2 separate regions of the Mus musculus genome follow, and region 2 is linked to region 1. The links are chromatin contacts, called in public HiChIP or PLAC-seq maps. All regions are on one chromosome and are shown on one strand. Each heading gives the region's core, a stretch centred on a gene start, on an enhancer-like site or on the middle of the called end of the contact. The rest is flanking DNA. Distances are from core to core; before and after follow the strand shown.

The links. HiChIP or PLAC-seq counts read pairs in DNA pulled down with a chosen protein or histone mark.
Region 2: a contact with region 1 is called in an H3K4me3 HiChIP or PLAC-seq map of the SCID.adh cell line, with 5 times the contacts expected there. The contact joins two enhancer-like sites. A contact is called at or near these places in 1 of 15 datasets of contacts at CTCF or cohesin (the NIH/3T3 cell line), 5 of 484 Hi-C or Micro-C datasets (embryonic stem cells, liver, pancreatic cancer cells and 1 more), 7 of 115 datasets of contacts at active chromatin or transcription factors (the SCID.adh cell line, embryonic fibroblasts and embryonic stem cells) and 1 of 9 other capture datasets (embryonic stem cells).

What each region holds. Positions count from the first base shown.
Region 1 is chr1:10,834,417-10,838,404 of GRCm38.p6, forward strand. No RefSeq gene overlaps it. Among named protein-coding and RNA genes, the nearest start is that of Cpa6, 120 kb to the left of the region's middle. Within about 2 kb of position 1,860, at least 3 of the 459 cell types and tissues checked have an H3K27ac peak or open chromatin away from gene starts, as enhancers often do. A contact at or near this core is called in the SCID.adh cell line, where this site is marked.
Region 2 is chr1:11,087,877-11,091,864 of GRCm38.p6, forward strand. Prex2 (phosphatidylinositol-3,4,5-trisphosphate-dependent Rac exchange factor 2) reads left to right here. Exons shown (of 40, transcript NM_029525.1): 6 at 1,841-2,002. Among named protein-coding and RNA genes, the nearest start is that of Gm24173, 44 kb to the right of the region's middle. Within about 2 kb of position 1,810, at least 13 of the 459 cell types and tissues checked have an H3K27ac peak or open chromatin away from gene starts, as enhancers often do. A contact at or near this core is called in the SCID.adh cell line, where this site is marked.

The DNA of each region.
Region 1 (3,988 bases), core at 610-3,109:
TTTTTGACATCTGAGACTTTCTAGTGGCTACCTCCAGTTTCCCAGCCCCCACTGCTACACACCTCCATTCAATTTCCTGACCTCTGTACTTCTCCCCATCTCCTCCCACACCTGATCCTGATACCTTTTTCCCTCCACCTCCCCTCTCCCTCCCAGAACCCTCCCTCCCTCTAATTCCTGTGATTATTTTGTTACCCCTTCTAAGTAGGACTGAAGCATCCACACTTTGGTCTTCCTTTTTTGTTTTTCACCTTGAAATTTGGAGGATTAAGTGCAAGGTTGTTCAGGAGAAAAGCAATGATGATTGTCATTTAGTATTTGTTTTTGGACTTTTAAAGTTTATGTTAAGCATAGGGCTTCTTGTCTATAAGAAACCTTAAATCTTAGCTCCAAACTTTGTCTCTGTAACTCCTTCCATGGGTATTTTGTTCCCTTTCTAAGGAGGAATGAAGTATCCACATGTTGGTCTTCCTTCTTCTTCTTGATTTTCTTGTGTTTTGCAAATTGTATCTTGGGTATTCTAAGTTTCTAGGCTAATATCCACTTATCAGTGAGTGCATATCAAGTGACTTCTTTTGTGATTGGGTTACCTCACTCAAGATGATATCCTCCAGATCCATCCATTTGCCTAAGAATTTCATAAATTCATTGTTTTTAATACTAAGTAGTACTCCATTGTGTAAATGCACCACATTTTCTGTATCCATTCCTCTGTTGAGGGACATCTGGGTCCTTTCCAGCTTCTGGCTATTATAAATACTTCATTCCTCCTTAGAATAGGGAACAAAATACCCATGGAAGGAGTTACAGAGACAAAGTTTGGAGCTAAGACAAAAGGATGGACCATCCCGAGACTACCCTACCTGGGGATCCATCTCATAATCAGCCACCAAACGCAGACACTATTGCATATTCCAGCAAGATTTTGCTGAAAGGACCCTCATAAAGTTGTCTCGTGTGAGGCTATGCCAGTGCCTGGCAAATACAGAAGTGGATGCTCACAGTCATCTATAGGATGGAACACAGGGCCCCCAATAGAGGAGCTAGAGAAAGTACCCAAGGAGCTGAAGGGGTCTGCAACCCTATAGGTGGAACAACAATATGAACTAACCAGTACCCCGGAGTTCATGTCTCTAGCTGCATATGTAGCAGAAGATGACCTAGTCGGCCATCATTGGGAAGATTGGCCCCTTGGTCTTGCAAACTTTATGTGCCCCAATACAGAAGAATGCCAGGGCCAAGAAGTGGGAGTGGGTGGGTAGGAGAGCAGGGAGCGCCGAAGGTATAGGGGACTTTCAGGATAGCATTTGAAATGTAAATGAAGAAAATATCTAATAAAAAATTGAAAAAAAAAAAAAGAAAAAGCAAGCTTACATACAGGTTATGTCCAGTAACTTGTCAAGCTTACATGTGATAGAAGTCCACTGGAGGGCAGTGTATAGCAAGCTTTATGGCTGGTTGCCTGGAGTACGGATTAGTTTCAGAAAACAAATTGAATATCTCATTGCAGCTTAGATTTTTTAAAAGATAACAGACAGTTCTACATTTTGTTTTAAAGTTTAAAAAGACTCTCCACACATAGTGCTTGCATGAATCTGTGGGTTTCCACTTGGGGTGAAGAATAATGGAGCTGATTATAGATTGAAAGTGTTTCTTACAAATCAAAAGAAGTAAATTTCACTGTCTTCACTCCGTTGAACAGGGATGTATTTCAGACTCACTAGGCTTTGTACTCTACATCCCTAAAGAATGAAGCCAGGTTTCTAGAATTGGTCATTGTTAATTAAAGTTACAGCACAGTGCTTCCCAGGCATGGTTTCAGAACACTGAGTACGTGGGCCCTGATCACACCAGCTGCCTCCGTCTCCCTCTGCCCCCAGTGAAATGGATTGATTTGATTTCTGAGTGTAAATGACACACCAGGGTCACAGAGCTTAAAATTCAGTTTGTTCATTTCATTGTGGGAATACATCATTCTGTTAAAAACAGTATAACACTCGATTTTTCACCCATAATTCCTTTCTTCCATCCATTAATTCAGCCAGTGCTGTTAGAGAGTACACACTCTACAAGTCAGAGGTCAAATGTGAGCATGAAATTTCAGTTCAGAATTAGGAATGATGATATTTAGGCTCTCCCCGGAACATGAGAACTCAGAGAGGCTAAGGTGCATCTCACATAACAGCAGTGAACACATGCAGCTCTCTGAACTAGACATACATTACATCGTGTGTGTGTGTGTGTGTGTGTGTGTGTGTGTGTGTGTGTGTGTGTGTGTGTGTGTGATGCTGGCATGCAGCAGCAGCAACCTGTTTAAAAATGAGTATATCAGCACACACAAAAGTCAAGTCTCTTGTCTATGATTTCAAGGAGCTGGAGAGCCTGACTTTAAGGTTTGCTCCAGACTGCTTGCCCTAAACTACTAATAAAACTGCAATTCTCCTCAAAAGCTGGAATTCCACGGGAAAAGCATGCTAATTTGGAAAATCATTACTTTTGTGGAAGATTTGATTTTGTGAAAAAAAATGTATTAAGGGATTAAGACAATGCTTTATTCAGTCAGGAACTATTATTGGCTCACTCCAGCTTTTGCTTATTTAACATCTTTATATATCCTAAGACCACCTGCCAAGGGGATGGTACCATTGACAAACAGCTATGCCCTCCTACATCAATCAATTATCAACACAATCCCTCACAAGCATGCTCACTGCCAATCTGATAAGAGGGAGAGTATATTTGCTGTCATGAGAAGGCTGGTACATATATGAATTTACATGAGCTGTGCCTATATGCACATGACCTGAACAAAATCAAGGCAGACAAACTCCCACCATAGGTCTGGGACAAGTTCTGTAATCCTATTCATAGCTGAAGAGCTATTGGCAACTGATTGCGGCCAGAAGAGAGAGGGACAGTTTGCTTTGAGGATGCAGTCCTTGAAAGACTCTGGTGCTCCAGTAGATGGCCCTACACCCATGCACACACAGGCAGCACTAAATAAACTCAGAGAGTTTTTAAAATACCACATAAAGTTGAATAGGAAGAGTGATTAGATGGATGGATGGATGGATGGATGGATGGATGGATGGATAGACATAATCCGAGAGGAGGGGAATGGGGACAGCTGTTGATCAAAGCTTACTTTGTGCATGTATGAAATTCTCAAATAGAAGAGACAATTACTAGACTGAAGCTTTCTTCAGATGATTTTAGGTTATGACAAGCTAACAGTACAAGGACAACATTCATGTTTACCGGCTCTTATCCCTGTCTGTATGAGAGTCTATTGTTGATGGTTGGTTTGTGGTTTATATGAGAACCCACTGTTGATGGTTGGTCTGTGGTGCTCACTTTTCAGGCCTCTCTCTCAGAGTGACTTATTGCCTCAAGTGATCTATTATTTTAGTTGGAAGTCAAGTGTGTCACACTTTCTTGAGAAATCATTTGATCTATCCATGAACATGTGGAAATGTCCAGGGCATTTTTCTTTTTCTTTTATTAAACCTGAGGGTATTATAATCTGGACGCATTGTGATTTTATGACTTTAGGGTGCATTTCCAGGACTACAGAAGGATGGAAAATGGGGTCTTAAACCCACATGAGGTCACAATTGAAGTCTTGAAATGCTTTTGAAAAAAATAATTGCCTAGAATCAAAGTAAAACAGGAAATTTTCCTGAAAACTTTTGTAGAAAAATCATTTTGTTTTGTTGTGTTTATTACTGAAAGTGTTTTCCAAAGACCTTACCTCTAAGTAACATGGCCTTTCCCCAGACCCCTCCCTTTACTGAAGCTGTCCTTGTGCCCCACTCCATGTGGAGTCTTCAGTGCGAGAAACTTCCTAGCATCTCCCTCCCGTCCCTTGCCTCATGTCCCTGCTTTTCTTCCATTTCTGTGAATACGTGAATATGTTTATACTTCCTCACAGGTTCCTTTAATCTTTTGGTTTTTAGAAGTTGTGCTGTGAAGACATACAGAGTCCATT
Region 2 (3,988 bases), core at 560-3,059, 250 kb after region 1:
TCACCTCTGAAACTTGTAAGAACCTTAATTTTTTTTTTTTAAAAGACTGATTTCTTATCACAAAGTAGGTCTAAAGTTGCTTGGTTAAGCTATGAAAAGCCTTATGCTGAAGCAAAGGCAGGGACCTTATGCTGCAATTTTGGCACAGCCTTTAACATGCAGTATCAATACAAGCATGGCTCTGTATGTTCTGATGTTCTGAGAGTCCCTACAGATTTCCAGCTAAGGGACTCAGTGGGCTTATGTACCCACAGGTATCCTGATCCCTGATCTCTGTTGGAATACCAGTTATTGTAAGGGCCAGAAGGAATGTTAAGAATGTTGTAAACAAGTGGTTGCATTAAATCACACATTGCTGATTAGGAAGGAAACAGTGTTTAAATTTAATTCTTAAAACAAAAACAAAAACCCAAAACCCAAAACCCCAAACCCTAGCATCATAGATACATTCTTGTCTCACATGTTAGAGAACAGTTAAGAGGCTGTAGGTAGAACTTAGCTCCTTTTCCTTTGTGGGAAGATTATTTTCATACACACACACATACAGACACACACACACACAAAGATGATTTACTTATTCATACAGATAAACTAATGTTGAAAAATTATGCTTATATTGTCTTTGAGTGGTTTTATTTATTCAGAGATAAGTATTAAAACCACGAGGTTATGGTATGAGTAACCATTAGAATTATATTTGATTTGGTTTTTTTTTGTTGTTGTTGTTGTTGTTGTTTCACATGATCTAATTCATGTCTCAACTCTTTGGATTAGGTTGGCCACCATTCCAGGGGCCACATCCTGTCCTAAAGGTTGATGTTCTCATTTCCCATACAACCAGCCCCTCCCTTATTTAATTCTTAGTTTGTGCTTTGTGGATGGATGTTTTATTTATGTTTTTTTCCTTTTCATTCCAAATATCAAAAGCAGAATAATCTGTAATCTTTTAACTATATTAAAAGGTCTTCTTAGTTGTTGTTTAGAAGTATAAAATTAAACATCTTCACCCACTGTCTAGACTTTTATGACCACACTGCTTCTTAGTTAGTCATTTGTTTCCTTATGGCAGTTGTCATCAACATGATACTAACACAGTTACAAAAACCCTGCGGCATAATTTTAGAAAGATTCCTTTTTTTTTAAATTTCTCAATGTGGAGTGGAAAAGCAGGCATTTCATAGTTGTCTTATTAGTGAATATTTTGAAATAAACTTTGATCTTCTGCTTAATATGATCTAACATGAAAGGAATACACATTACATTTTTCGCAAGATGAAGCTGAAATTTTTACTCTGGACCCCCAAATCTTAAGACGGACATACAACACCAGAAGTAAATTAAAGAATTTACTTCTCAGAATTAAAGCCCATTTAAAGTGTGTGAAATGAGGACATCAGCCTATAGCTTCTCAAAAGATGTTAGAAGTAGGGATTTAATTCAGTTTTGAAATTGTGGTGCATATTTATTTGAAGATCTGATAAAGAATCCAAGACAAAGGAAATTAACATATACTGATATGCTTCTGTTTGAACAGAAATCAGATTTATAAAAGCTAGGATGTGGTCCAGGTGAGGTAGTTGATCATTTGAATCAAGAAACGTCCTTCTGTTTCTAAAATACAGGTAAGTTTGAGGAAAAACAACAGTTTCTGCAAAAACTGAGCATTGAAATAATGCTCACTCATGGATTTGACCTTTGGCTTTTGATCTCTATCTTAGTGGAGGTTGTGATGTCATTTAGCAGAGTGGCTGTCACAGTCTTTGTAGTTTTCATTTCCTGGTCAGCCTGCTGTACCGGAGCACTGGAGATCAAAGGGTGGTTTGTCTTTGTGTCTCCACAGGAATTACTGAAGCGGACTCCACGGAGACATAGTGACTACACAGCAGTGATGGAAGCACTCCAAGCCATGAAAGCCGTGTGTTCCAACATTAATGAGGCCAAGAGACAGATGGAGAAACTGGAAGTTTTAGAAGAGTGGCAGGCACACATTGAAGGCTGGGAGGTACGTGTCCTTTGCTCAGCTCTTCAGCTTCCTAGGGCTGTGGCTTCTCCTCAGTGCACGGAACCCTGTGTGCAGGGCTTCTCCTCAGTGCATGGAACCTGGGTAGTTATCTTCCAGCAGCCCATGGGTTGTAGTCAGCTCAGAAAGTGTCATCTTAACACATGTGTAGGATGGAAGTCATCTTGACCTGAGACATGTGTGATGGAACCAATCAATACCATGTGCCTCTAAGCTCTGGCCCTTCAGAATTGGGGTACCAGAATTACCTTTTTCCTGTCCTGATTCTGGTCAACAAGTTTATAATCTGGATTCTTGAGATAATAAAAGATTGTGTGTGCTGTGATATCATCTTTAGACTCTTACATTGGGGATATGATGTTGAATTTTATTTTGCTAGTCAGTCTGTGTTTTGATTTCATTTTGAAACTGAAGGAAAGCTATGATTTATTTGATGGTGTTCATCTAGTCAAAATGAAAAATGTTATGAGTTTTATGAGTCATTAAAGAAAGTTTTTTAAAGATAAGAAAGTAAATAAAGATCTTGTTTGAGAAAATGCCCAGTGTTTCCAGCTAAGGTGACTGGGGATGTTAGTTAGTCTTAATTATTTCACAGGGATAAAATCGGCACTTATGCTATAAAAATAAGCTAAAATGCAGGTTTGAAATGACTGTAACTTAAAATAATATGATCTTCGGGCTAGCAGAATGTTTTTTTCATGTGATAAACAATTAAGATAATAAAAATACAAGTGTGGAAACAGGAATGAAATTCTATAGCCAAGTACAACTCAAGCCAATACACAGATTACTTTTATCTTTGGGGATTTGTCATTAACTAATTCTTTTCTTGGTTATTATTGGACATAAAATTATATTCAGCTAGAAATGCAAAGAAATCAACAGTACTGACCTGAAATAAGTCTCCTATTTAGCCACCTCCTGGGATGAATCATTGAAAGTGCTAACTGGGGTCTGATTCCTCTCTGCCTATAGTCTTCCATTTGGAGTGCCCAGGGTGACCCTTCCTGCAGCAAGAATCCTTCCTCTTTTAATCAGAGAGAATGGTTGTGTGTTTTACAGTTGATTCATGATGATAATTCCTTTCCTACGGAGCAGTTGTCCTGCTGGGATGAGAGAAATAGAGCCAAGTTTGCTTTTGTGGCTTTGTTGTCAGTCAAATACTAGAAGAAAAACCAAACTCTCTTAGCATTGCAGGATTTGCCAGTATAATCTGCCAGCCTTTTACTACCAGAAAGAACTTCAGAGACTCTTTTCAGTACTGTGGATTCTGTTGTAATTTGGTTCCGTTCTAGTATGTAGCTTAAAAAGATAGGTCTACTACAGATAAGAGAGTTTGCTTAAACAATATTGCTTTTTTGCATAGCCATGGATTGCATTATTTTACAAGTAGATCACACAGAGGATGTATCCATTAGGCCAGTTGCTAAAATTTGGGTCTTGAATGTCCCTCAGCACCCATGTGTTGAAGGCTAGGCTCCTAGTCTTTGCTAGTGTCTGGAGATGGTAGTACTTTTAGGAGGTGAGGCCTAGTAGAAACAAGTTAGGTGACTGGAAAGTGTGCCATTGAAGGGGATATTTAGATGTTGTGACCTTCCTGTTTCTCTCTTATATTTTCTTTTCTCCATGAGTATCTTAGTTAGGGTTTCCATTGCTGTTAAGAAGCACCATGACCAAGGCAGCTCTTATGAAGGAAAACATTTAATAGGGGCTGGCTTACAGTTTCAGAGGAAGCATGGCATCATCCAGGCATACATGATACTAGAGAAGCTGAGAGTTCTATATCTTGATCCTAAGTCAACCAGGAGGACACTGACTCCCTTCTGCAGGCAGCCAGGAGAAGGGTACCTTCTGCACTGAGTAGAGCTTGAGCACTAGGAGCCTTCAAAGCTTACCTACACAGTGACATCATTCCTATAACAAGGCCACCTCTCCTCCTATAAAGCCATACCTCCTAAAAATGTCACT